3 separate regions of the Sus scrofa genome follow, and regions 1 and 2 are each linked to region 3. Evidence: chromatin contacts called from public Hi-C data. All regions are on one chromosome and are shown on one strand. The core of a region is the stretch at or near the end of the contact, and the rest is flanking DNA. Distances in the headings are between cores, read along the strand shown.

The links. A called contact is a pair of places that touch in the nucleus more often than the background predicts.
Region 1: a Hi-C map of heart right ventricle shows a contact between it and region 3, with 6 times the contacts expected there. The contact joins two enhancer-like sites. A contact is called at or near these places in 2 of 47 Hi-C or Micro-C datasets (fetal heart ventricle and heart right ventricle).
Region 2: a Hi-C map of heart right ventricle shows a contact between it and region 3, with 9 times the contacts expected there. The contact joins two enhancer-like sites. A contact is called at or near these places in 2 of 47 Hi-C or Micro-C datasets (fetal heart ventricle and heart right ventricle).

Annotation. Positions count from the first base shown.
Region 1 is chr1:40,513,211-40,516,935 of Sscrofa11.1, forward strand. No RefSeq gene overlaps it. Among named protein-coding and RNA genes, the nearest start is that of HSF2, 330 kb to the left of the region's middle. Within about 2 kb of position 2,176, at least 2 of the 83 cell types and tissues checked have an H3K27ac peak or open chromatin away from gene starts, as enhancers often do.
Region 2 is chr1:40,545,460-40,548,948 of Sscrofa11.1, forward strand. No RefSeq gene overlaps it. Among named protein-coding and RNA genes, the nearest start is that of HSF2, 370 kb to the left of the region's middle. Within about 2 kb of position 1,957, at least 10 of the 83 cell types and tissues checked have an H3K27ac peak or open chromatin away from gene starts, as enhancers often do.
Region 3 is chr1:40,428,400-40,432,369 of Sscrofa11.1, forward strand. No RefSeq gene overlaps it. Among named protein-coding and RNA genes, the nearest start is that of HSF2, 250 kb to the left of the region's middle. Within about 2 kb of position 2,047, at least 4 of the 83 cell types and tissues checked have an H3K27ac peak or open chromatin away from gene starts, as enhancers often do.

The sequences.
Region 1 (3,725 bases), core at 926-3,425, 85 kb after region 3:
AGTCAGATTATTAACTACCAAATTTATATGAAGCACCTTATAACTAGCCTGCAGATGTTAGTTAATCATGTAGTAAATGTCTTTCAGTTTTGGATGTCTGAGGATTGGGGAAGTTCACCATAATAGAAAGAAAGCAAGAAGTAGAAGCATGTTTGCACGGTATTATTCTCATTTTTCTCCTGTCATCTGCAAATGAATATCAAATAAATAGATATAAAACTTCTGCCAATAGAGGGCTAAAAAGGGCATAGAACGTAAATGCAATAGTATACATGGAAAACAGAGCATAAAACTTAATTCTGAGATAAATAGGAAAGTGGAATAAAAAGAATCACATTTTCCATGTCTTTTGATCAAATAATGGAAAGAGAAGGGGTCATCAAATAAGATCTTGGGAACAGAAGATGCTGAGTGTGAATTATTTTGAAATCCTATCCAAACCCCAATATACATGTACAGAGAACAAGCATCTGCGTGTTCTGTTAAATGGTCGTGTGGTTTCAGGATTTGCTCCAGTTGCTGCAGTCAGCATTTCTGGGTTCTGTCCTCATTCTGTGCCAAAAGGACATCTTTGTGGAGACTTGTAATGTGCCTTCAGCAGAGGCTCTCTCTTTAGTCCCCAGATCACTTTCAATACCATGTATGTTCTCAAAGCAACACACCCCTTCTGAAAATACATTTCCCCAATGCTTTTGTTATTATCACTGGCACCTTATTCCTGGTGGATTCTGGTTCCTTTAGGAGACTCTAGTTTGACTCACAGAAAAGTGTTGGGATATGGGTTGCAGAGAAAGAAAGCCACGTTCTGAAATCCTAAATGCTCACACAGTCTCAAAGTCAAACTTGGGTTTTCAGTGTTTTAGTTTCTTCCAAGTGTAGAAGACAGAAGAGATCACGATGAAGGTTGACTATTATGATTGGAAATAATTTCTAATGTGATTAATTTTGCTGTTGTTAACACTAAGTTCCTTAATTTGGTATGTTTATATTTTTAATATTCTTGTATGTTTTACTTAAACTTGTATGAGCCTAAAAGCAATAACAACAACGAAATACCTGGGTCTGTTGTAATCAGCCTGATAACTTATTACCTTAAGTGGGAAGGCAGACTATCCTTCCACCAGCATTCACTTCACAAATATTTAAGTCCCTTGCTTGAATAAGACACACTGCACTTAGATGCTATGAAGGGTAAAAGTAAGAGTCCATTGGAATTGAATATTTAGAGGTAATCTAATAAATAACTTATGTCTTGGGCACAAATATAAACCAAACATGGTTTAATTCCTAATAATGAAAATGGGAAAATATTCATTGCTTTTGCTGTATTTTGCTTACCTGATTGGTATAAATGGAGAAGTTATATATAATATGATTATACTTATTTTAATTCTTGAGCTGTAAAGTTGGGATGGGAAATGTCTTAAAGGAAAATGGGTTCATTTTACATATCATACTTTTATGAGGACAAATCAAGCTTTTGCAATCATCATCAAGTAGGTCCAACTCTCTGTATTTAAGAAGAAAGAAACAAAATAGCCTTGACTTAATATTTCCTCTATCATTATTTTTACTTAAGCCTACATGTGAGCATGTCCTCCCAAACCTTTACATCAGCAATTTCCCACCTTTCCTCACTGTTATTGATTTCATACTTCCGTCATTAATCACATCTGTCAGATTTTCCCCCAATGGATGGACAACTTTGCAGATTGATTTCCATCTCCAAAGTGATAAATTTCCTTCCATTCCTAGGGTTCAGTTCACAATGGTGCTCACTGAAAAATGCCATGTCAAAATTTGGGGCAAATTGATTGATCTTTTTGAATCTAAATCTTCTCATCTATGAAAACAAAACAAACCAAAAAAACAAAAAAAAAGTCCAAAACATACTACATCTACATTCCCTGTAACTTTAAGTAAGTGTGTATAACATGTTACTCATGTAAATGAATATAACAAACCTCTTAGGATTTATAATCCCAAGAATAGTTCCTCCTTCTGGGAGGTGGTCAATAATATAATTTAGTCAGTAGATGGCACTGTTTATTACGGTATTAGCATTAAGAAAGCCATCGCAAAATGCCAGTTACCTCAGCTGATCAGGGTGGGGGTTGGAGAGGAGGAGGCTCTGTTCTTACAGAAGAGAAGGCAGAAATTTCTTAAAGGTTGGCATGACCTTGAGAAGGAATCTAGTCCAACTTCCTGGCTCATTAGACCTTTACAAAGAAAATTCTATCTCAGATATTTTAGAGTGGATATTTTTAACATACTTTATTTATCCCTTTCAAATTTGAAACACCCAGGAAATCTATCCAAGTTGCATCTATTGTTCATGTCTTCATATTTAGGCCTGAATGAAATTAGGAAAAATTCTTCCTGTTCTTTTCCTGTGCAATCCCTCCAGGTGTATAGGGAACACTATCATTTTATGCATGTACTTTTCTTTTCTTGAGGTCTTTGGTCTAAGAAACCCATCAAATTTGGGGGAAATCCACATTATATATGAATTCTATTAGAATACTCTCTCAGATTCTAACCTATCATTATGTAGGCCAACATGTACAATCTAGCATCTATAGTTAGTTAGTTATTAAGTAATTGAAATAAGCAAATGGTTACAGGACACAACATATATGCATTAGAATTTCCATTAGCCGTAACCAAATCAAATCTTTTGAAGAAGTTAATCAAACAAAAAAAATATATAATTCATAACTATTAGGTAGAGAATGTTGCTTTCAACTGCCATCTTAATTTTTCTCTCATTTTGTTATTTTTCATGAATTTTGAAATTTCTAAATGGATATAAATTAAAAATTAAAGTACCATGTAAATGAACACTATTAAATATTCAGAATAGCTTTGTTAAATTCAGAGGGTTAACCATCTTGGACCATAAAATATTATTTATTCTTTGTCTCTTTTTTTAATGATTTTAATTTTTTCCATTATAGATGGTTTATAGTATTCTGTTTCTACAGTACAGCAGAGAGACACAGTCACACATACTTTTTCTCACATTATCCTCCATCATACTCCATCATAAGTGACCAGATATAGTTCCCAGTGCTATAGAGCAGGATCTCATTGCTTATCCATCCCAAAGGCAATGGTTTTCATCTATTAACCTCAGACTCCCTGTCCATCCCACTCCCTTCCCCTCCCCACTGGCAACCACAAGTCTGTTCTCTAAGTCTATGAGTTTCTTCTCTGTGGAAAGTTTCATTTGTGCTGTATATTAGATTCCAGATATAAATGATATCATATGGTATTTGTCTTTCTCTTTCTGACTTCACCTAGCATGAAAGTCTCTTAAAATCAGGGAATGTGTTTCACTTATCCATGAATCCCAAGAGCCTTGAAAGTACTAACTTAATAAAGATATACAGTGGTGCATAATAAATATTGATTGAAGGAATACTTTCACCCAAGTTAATTAAATATTTTAGGAGGATTATAAACTACATTCCAAATATAATTTCAATAACTATTATGTCAAAGTTTGATTCCCCTGTGATAAGCCTACTTTTCATTTTGTCTGTTAAGACTTTTTAGTAGCTTTCCTTGTGTTAGTAAAAAGCAAAAACAGGGATAAAGAAAGGCACTTGAAAATTAATCCTGTATGGAAATGTAACTAAGTTAAATAATTATCTTTTATTACCTTTTAGTTATTATGAATATATTCATTATATCATATTATTCTGTACAAAATGATTTTTCAA
Region 2 (3,489 bases), core at 707-3,206, 120 kb after region 3:
GAGTGTGAGGTTGGTATTTAGATGTGAGCTGTAGGCACTATATGTAACTTCCTTGTCGTATATTGTTTCCAAATGGTGGTGATGAATTTTGCTTTCCCACTTTATAGAACTCTATGACAATATACCTATCTTTACTGAAGCCCAGAAATGGTTAATATATTTTTTTTAAGATCAGTGTATTCTGATATTTAACATAGTACTTTACTATGGCTTGTACATGATGCTATTGGAAATAATCACTGGATTAGATTTTTCCAGAAAAAAATCACTGGGAGTTCCCATCATGGCTCAGCAGTTAATGAACCTGACCAGCATCCATGAGGACTCTGATTCCATCCCTGGCCTCGCTCAATGGGTTAAGGATCTGGCATTGCTGTGAGCTGTGGTGTAAGCAGGCCACTACAGCTCCGATTGGACCCCTAGTCTGGGAACCTCCATATGCCATTGGTGTGGTCCTAGAAAAGACAGATGGGAAAAAAAAAAAAAAATCCCTGGATTAGACAGACCCCGTCTCAATTTTTTAGATAAGGTGTCAGCAAACTAAGGCTCATGGGCCAAATCTGGGCCACTTTTTTTTGTAAATAAAGTTTTATTGGAACATAGCCACACCTATGTTTTTACATATTGTCTATGGCAGTTTTCACACTATAGTAGCAGACTTGAGTAAGTTCCAAACAGATAATGAAAATATTCACTATCTAAAATATTTTCTACATGGCCCTTTACAGAAAATGTGTTGACCTCTTTTTTAGGATATCATGATTATTTTACTTTTTATAAAAGTTCTTTTTAAAATGTCATAAGGTGATACATACTTGGTGGGAGAAAGCACAAATATTTCAGAAATGTATGAAGTGAAATGTGAAAGACAAAATTTTTCATTCATCTTAGATTCCTTTTCTGCCACCTTTGGAGCCTAGCACAATTGCCTGGCACAGAGTAAGTGGTCATCAATAAATGTTTGTCAAGGAAAGGAAGGAGGTTAAAAGGGAGAGGCAGGAACAGGAAGGGTAGGAAACAGGCTGAAAGGTCAATTTGGTTAAATTCAAGTTCTTAAAGTTCTGAATGGGAAAATACAGTGATTTTTTTCAGACATTCACTTTGTTCTAAAACTTGATTTCCATTTCTTCACATTCTGTGGGTATTCTGAACAAGATAATAGGTTTCATCCTCAAACACAACATTTTTCTTTCATTCAAATATTGGAGACATGCTACCAAAGGAGAGGATTTTGTGAGATGTGCAATTCTGAGTTACCTAGCTAAAAGAAAATACACTCCATAAAAGCTAGCTTCCTTGGAAAAAGTAAAAGATTTTGTTTCCCCTCTTGAAAAGTAAGAAGGTATGAACCTCATGGCTTGCACATGGAATGAACCTTCTGAGACAAAAGAACAAAAACTCACAGTAAACAATAGGTGTTCCATAATATACAAGAGAAAGTGATGGATGCTTCTGGAATACTCTCCTTCCTTGCTTCCTATAGGTTATAGACCAAGGGTTGCCTTGACAGGGACGTGACTACACATCGTCTTATGAAAGACTGTTCTGAGGTCACTAAATGTGAATTAATTGCACACACTTCTATTATGTCACTTTTAAGGCAAGTTATTGTAAGACAGTGCTAGCCTATGAATTCTCAAGAGAAGAGTGTCATGAGAAAGTAAGCATAGGAAGTTTACCTAATTCCTTATTATATTCCTGTTTCTTCTCTTCCCTTTTGCTTGGTGAGCTAATGCAATACAGAATCTTAGACTTATTGTTTTAAGCAGTTGATCTAGTTAACTTTGGGTTCCTGGGTGGTGAAATACTCAAAGACCTCCCATGGGTAGAAAAACCTTTGTACTGCAATCTTATTACACAACAGGGAAGGCTGGTGGAATGAGTTTTTCACCCCCTCATTTTAGTTTGTCTCTACCACATAACAATGTGACACAGAGTGAAGCAAGCGCAAGTCTGTGTGTGATATTAACTTGGAACTGCTTTTTGGCTGTCATCATTGACTGTGTCACCACTTTGTCACCTGCCTCCTAGATTTTGTCAACTGTAGCGGGGTGTTTGAGATCACTTTCATCCCTGTGGAATGTGCCTGCAGCATTCGTATGAGGGCTAGTCCACTCAGACAAGGCTATCACTGCTGGTAGAGTTGTTTTACTTGCATTCCCTGGATTTAAGAGATTAATAGAAAAGCCTCCAATGCGGGGGATGAGGAGGACTCCAAGAATGTCCAAGGAGGAAGCATTCCCTCTAGCTATTTGATTGTGAGATTGATTGTATAAAATGATATGTGTAGTGAAATCTTTACCCACAGCTTTTTATCTCATCAAATATTGTGGCTGAGTTTTCCTCATTCCGTTCTTCTTCTTCTTTTTTTTTTCCTAAGAAGGAGCCTTTCTTCTTGGCATTCCCTGTGGGTTAAGGATCCCACATTGTCACAGCACAGGGTTCAGTCCCTGGCCTGGGAACTGCCACATGCCCTGGGCACGACCAATAAAACAAAACAAAACAGCAAAATTAAGAAAAAAAACATTTTATCAAACTCCAGAACTCAGTCTCCCAGCATCTGTTTACGCTTCATGGAATGACTGAGTACCTGTGAGAAGAAAACGGCTGAAATCAGGAGGATAAGTAAGGAATGGCCCCCCTTCCTAAACTCTTTGGAGGGTATTTGGTTTCTTCCTCCCCGCATTCCTCTCCTTCTCAGTTCCCTTTCCCCCACAAACAACTTCTCTCTTCTGTGCATAAAAGTTTGCCATTGGTGCTTAAGGTTAATTTTAATACTTAAATGTTTCAGGTGCTAGCTCTTCAATAGCCTCCGCAATTCCCTCCTCACTTTTGGTGATGGTATAATAAAAACAGTGTAAACAATAGGATTTGTTTTCATCTACACTCACAACCACAGAGTTTTGTATTTGCTTAGAGCAGTAGCTCTCAGAATGGAAACTTTAAAAATATTTTATTTATTAGGTTAAAACTGTTGGGTTATATCACCAAACACAACTGAACAAAGAAATATGGAGAGGAGGTGTGAGGAAAGAAAGGACTCAAAGTTCTGATGGAGGACGCATAAAGGGAATAAAAGCCATCATTTTAATACCTTACACATTTCCCTTTTCTATTTAAAAATAAATCTCAATAAGCAGTCTAGCCTGTAACATCATTCTCCCAGGCTTCTCTGTTCCTATTTAACTACATTAAAACCTGTCTGTAAGCCCCCCACTGGGAGAGGAAAAACATTCCCTTTGCTGGCAGGTGGTCTTTTTGCAAGCACTTCCCAATTGAAAACATATGTTCCTGGGTGTGAGGAGGCTCCTGGTGAGTAGTGGGGAATCTCATGCCAGAAATGATTGAATAATATAGGCAAATTCAAGATAAACATGCTTAGTCCTCCCTTCATTTCAAAATAGAGGTGGAAGCTCTCTATCCTACTCACCTTCACCTCCAAGTTGAAGGTCTTCCTTAAATGTAGCATGGCTCAGCATTTATCTCCTC
Region 3 (3,970 bases), core at 797-3,296:
ATACTGGGTTTACAGAGAATAGGATTTAAGTATTTATTGAATATATTAATGAATAAAGACAGTAAATATTTACCATATGTTTTGCATAATATATTGTGTTTTATATAGTGTCTTATCTAACTTCTAAATAACCTTTAAATCTTTATTATTATTTATATTTACTTTTAAATTTAATTTTTATGCAATTTAATTTTACCATTTAAAATAGAATTTTAAAATGTTATTTTTGGTAAATACATACGTATGTTTAAAATGCATGCACAATCATGAGAATAATTTGGTTCAAGGCTTAAATCTAGCTTTGAAGGACTTTACAACAGGTCAGGAAGTATTAAACACATTTTATAATTTTGTAAAATGAGGCTAAGGCAGAATGTATCTCACACCAAGTAGCCCTAACTCTTTGGAACAGACTCTTATGACTCAAAAAGCATTTTTTTTTTCCATAATAAACTGTCTCAATGTCTATCATTTTGTTGAAAGCTTTGCTCATTGGGATGCCTGAAGAAGATGAAATGTAAAAAACAGTTGTGTGTCTCTCTTTTCCCGAGAATTACTTTGAGTATATACCACACTGGCTACCACACTGGTTCCAAGTATTAAACAGACCTGAAGTCTTCAATTTTCAGCCAACCTTTCGTAGCTTAGACATTCTGTAATTTTGTCAAAAGCAAAAGAGTAAAAATATTCTTAAAAGAATATTGAAGGTTTATTGATTTTTTTGGCCACGCCCACAGCATGTGGAAGTTCCTGGGCCAGGGATGAAATACAAGTATGCCACATCTGAGCCATTTCAGGGACGACAATAAGCAGGATCCTTATCCTGCTGTGGCACAAGGGAACTCCTCTATTGAGTTTTAATAAAATGCTCTTTAAAATGTATATATTGCTTAGCTTTTCTGGGCTCAGTTTCCTTATTTCTAAAGAGAAGGCAATTGGATTATAGGGTATCCAAGCTCCTGCCAAGAGCAGGACTATTTTCAGTGTTATGAAGAAAGTGTACTTTCTTCCAACTATTAGAAGCTTGTTTCCTACTTTCTTTTCATCACTCTAGTTGTAGACAATTTTTCCAGTGTGATATATTAATATATTATGGCTGAAAAAGACTGCTTCCAAAATGCTTATAAGATTATACATCTTTTTGTCTAACAACACAAATTTGTTTAAATGGCCATTAGAAACTTGGGAAGATGGCATTATAAAACCAAGTGTCATTCGCTCTTCTAGAGTTGGCCTTGTATTAGAGTGTCATTTTTAGGTGTTTGTGCCTATCTCCTTCTGAAGTGGATAAAAATTATATGCTCTTATTTGTATCTCCCAAACCTATCACCTCACAGTGAAAGACGTGTTGGTGATATCTTGGCGACAGGAAGAATGGTCTGTGTCAGCGATAACAACCACGTTCCTATTCCCTGATCCTACCATTTATCTTCTGGGTGCCACCTTTCATACCTTCTATAGGGTTTCTGGGCAAATTTTAAAATGACTGTGCTGTCAACCTTTTCACGTGATGAGGACATCCAGACTGCCACCATTGCCAAGTACAGAAAATGGCACTTGCAATAGCCCAGAAGTCACCTCTGTTCTGAATCAGCTGGGGCCAGTGACACAGACTAAATCACATGAGAGAGCTGCTGCATGTCCTGGGAAGGTACGCATTTTCTAAAGAAAGAAAACTATTTTGGAACTTCTGAATGTGACAACCTTTCTTGTTCACACTCAGTAAACACATTAGCTGGATTCTTCTGATTATCAATTAGCAATGTTTTTGCCAGGAATACTGGCACTGATGCTGTTTTTAGCATTGAAAAATCCTGTGGAAGAAATGAGGATTTTAGCATGTTGTAGGTGTTATGGTTTCTGAGTGTTTTACGGCATTCTCTGAACTATTATAACTAATTAACTTTTCAATCAGAAAATGTGCCTCTTTTGCTGTTAGGTTTCAAGAGGAGTTTCTTTGAAAAGAAGTAAAATAATAAAGGCTTGGGTTGAATCTACTTTCATAGGCAAGTCACATCTCACATTATTAAGCACTTGTACTGAAGAGCTCCCAGGGCGAATGAGGCCAAGGTTAGGACTCTTCAGACATCAGAGGCCAAGTTCTATCTTATAAGAAATGATTTTATCCCCCAGTTACAGTCTAGGCCCCTGGCCCTGACTTGTTCTCTGTCACCAAGAGATAGTAGTTTTACCTGACATGAGGGATGCCAAGAAAGAGATCGTGAATGGCAGTGAAAATCATCATGATGCTAAATAAAAAGACAGCTAGACTGAATATGAATTTGTAGCTTCCCCTTTGTATTAAGTTGAGCCACACAAAATTGCCTGTTCTGTTAGTCAAAGAAGTAAAATAAAAGCAATTTTATATGGTTCGAACTTACATTTTTTCTGGCTATCATTTAGAAAGGAGAATTTAGGGAATTCTGTTAGGTCAACTAGACTGATTCTTTTTCATGCAAACACAGCTTTCTCAAGTTAAATGATCAGACTAAAAATAATTTAATTATAGGGTTTTCTGGAATAAAATTTTAGTAGAAACAGGGTGACAAAATCTAATAAGTTAACTATTTCTATTTAAGCCCAGTTAATTATTGGGGCCATATCATGTGATTATTTCTACCTCCTGATGCCAGGATACAAGGGTTCAAATCTGAGCTCTGATACATATTTCCTTCACCTTGAGCAGGTTACTTACTCCATCTGTGACTCTGTTTCCTTACCTTTAAAATAGAAATGATGATAGTACCTACCATGTAAGGTTGTGGCAAGGATTAAATGAGTAATCAATATAAAAAACTTGGAATGGTTTTCAGTATACCATTATAAATGTTGGTACTTATAGTTACCAATCACCAAATGAAGCTATGGAAGAAAACTAACTAGATGAGCAAATCCCTGTTGTCATTCTGGTTGTGGTCGAGATAGATTTTCAGTCTAGAGCAACTGATCTTAGAGCCCGGTACTATATTTTCCGACTGACTAGTGGTGTTAAGTAGATCTCATGTGCATGTTAGGTGATAACATTGTCAAAGATGACTGAAACATTTCACATGATGAGCTTTAGAAGAGCCAAGAACTCCAGTGAGCGCTAAAGATAGATCACCAGCCTGCAGAGAATCCCTCTCTGCTGGTTTAGATCAGAAGTGCAGTGACCTTACAGTGAGCCTTTTAGAGGATAAGTACTATTTGATGAGGACACCATCATGATTTGGTTGGTCATGATGCTCTAGCCCCTATCAAATCTTTAGTATCTGAAATTTTCTCACACTGATTCCTGTCACCATGAAAAAGGGGCCAACTCTCTCTTGATCAGGAATTGTGTGAGGCTCAACAAATACATAGCAACCAAGTTTTTATCTGAGCAGGGTGACAGATAATTTCTCAATATCTCACTAGAAAAAGAAATATGTGATATAGCGGTTTATGGTCAGATGATGGCTGAAAATACAAGGAAGTGGAATCTAAAAGCCAGGCAGAATTTTCAAGGCAGCAGACCACTGTGTTTTCCTCTTTCCATTGAAAACTGTGGAGGTTATGGACATGTAGCCATAACCTCTGGAAAAATGAGTTCCATTCTTTATTTTCTTTTTTTTAAAGAAGGACATTTATCTCTCTCTTTTTTTGGGGGGGGGGGAGGTTCCATGGTATATGGAAGTTCCTGGGTCAGGGATCAAACCCATACCGCAGTGACAACCTGAGCCACAGCAGTGACAATGCCGGATCCTTAATCCACTAAGCCACTGGGGAACTCCATGAGTTCCATTAATACTGTATTTAGCAGTGGATTTCAAAGAGAAGGTCCTTAGTAATTGTTTTACTCTGATGACATTAGGGAGAGATGATGGTTGTGCAGACACTCAACATCCCTGCTTCTCTCTCACTTTGTCCAATCTGTTTGTTTTGACAACTCCAGCACCCTGATTAGCTATCCAGTTACTCCTAGTTAAAGTAATTGAACATTGCTGGAGAA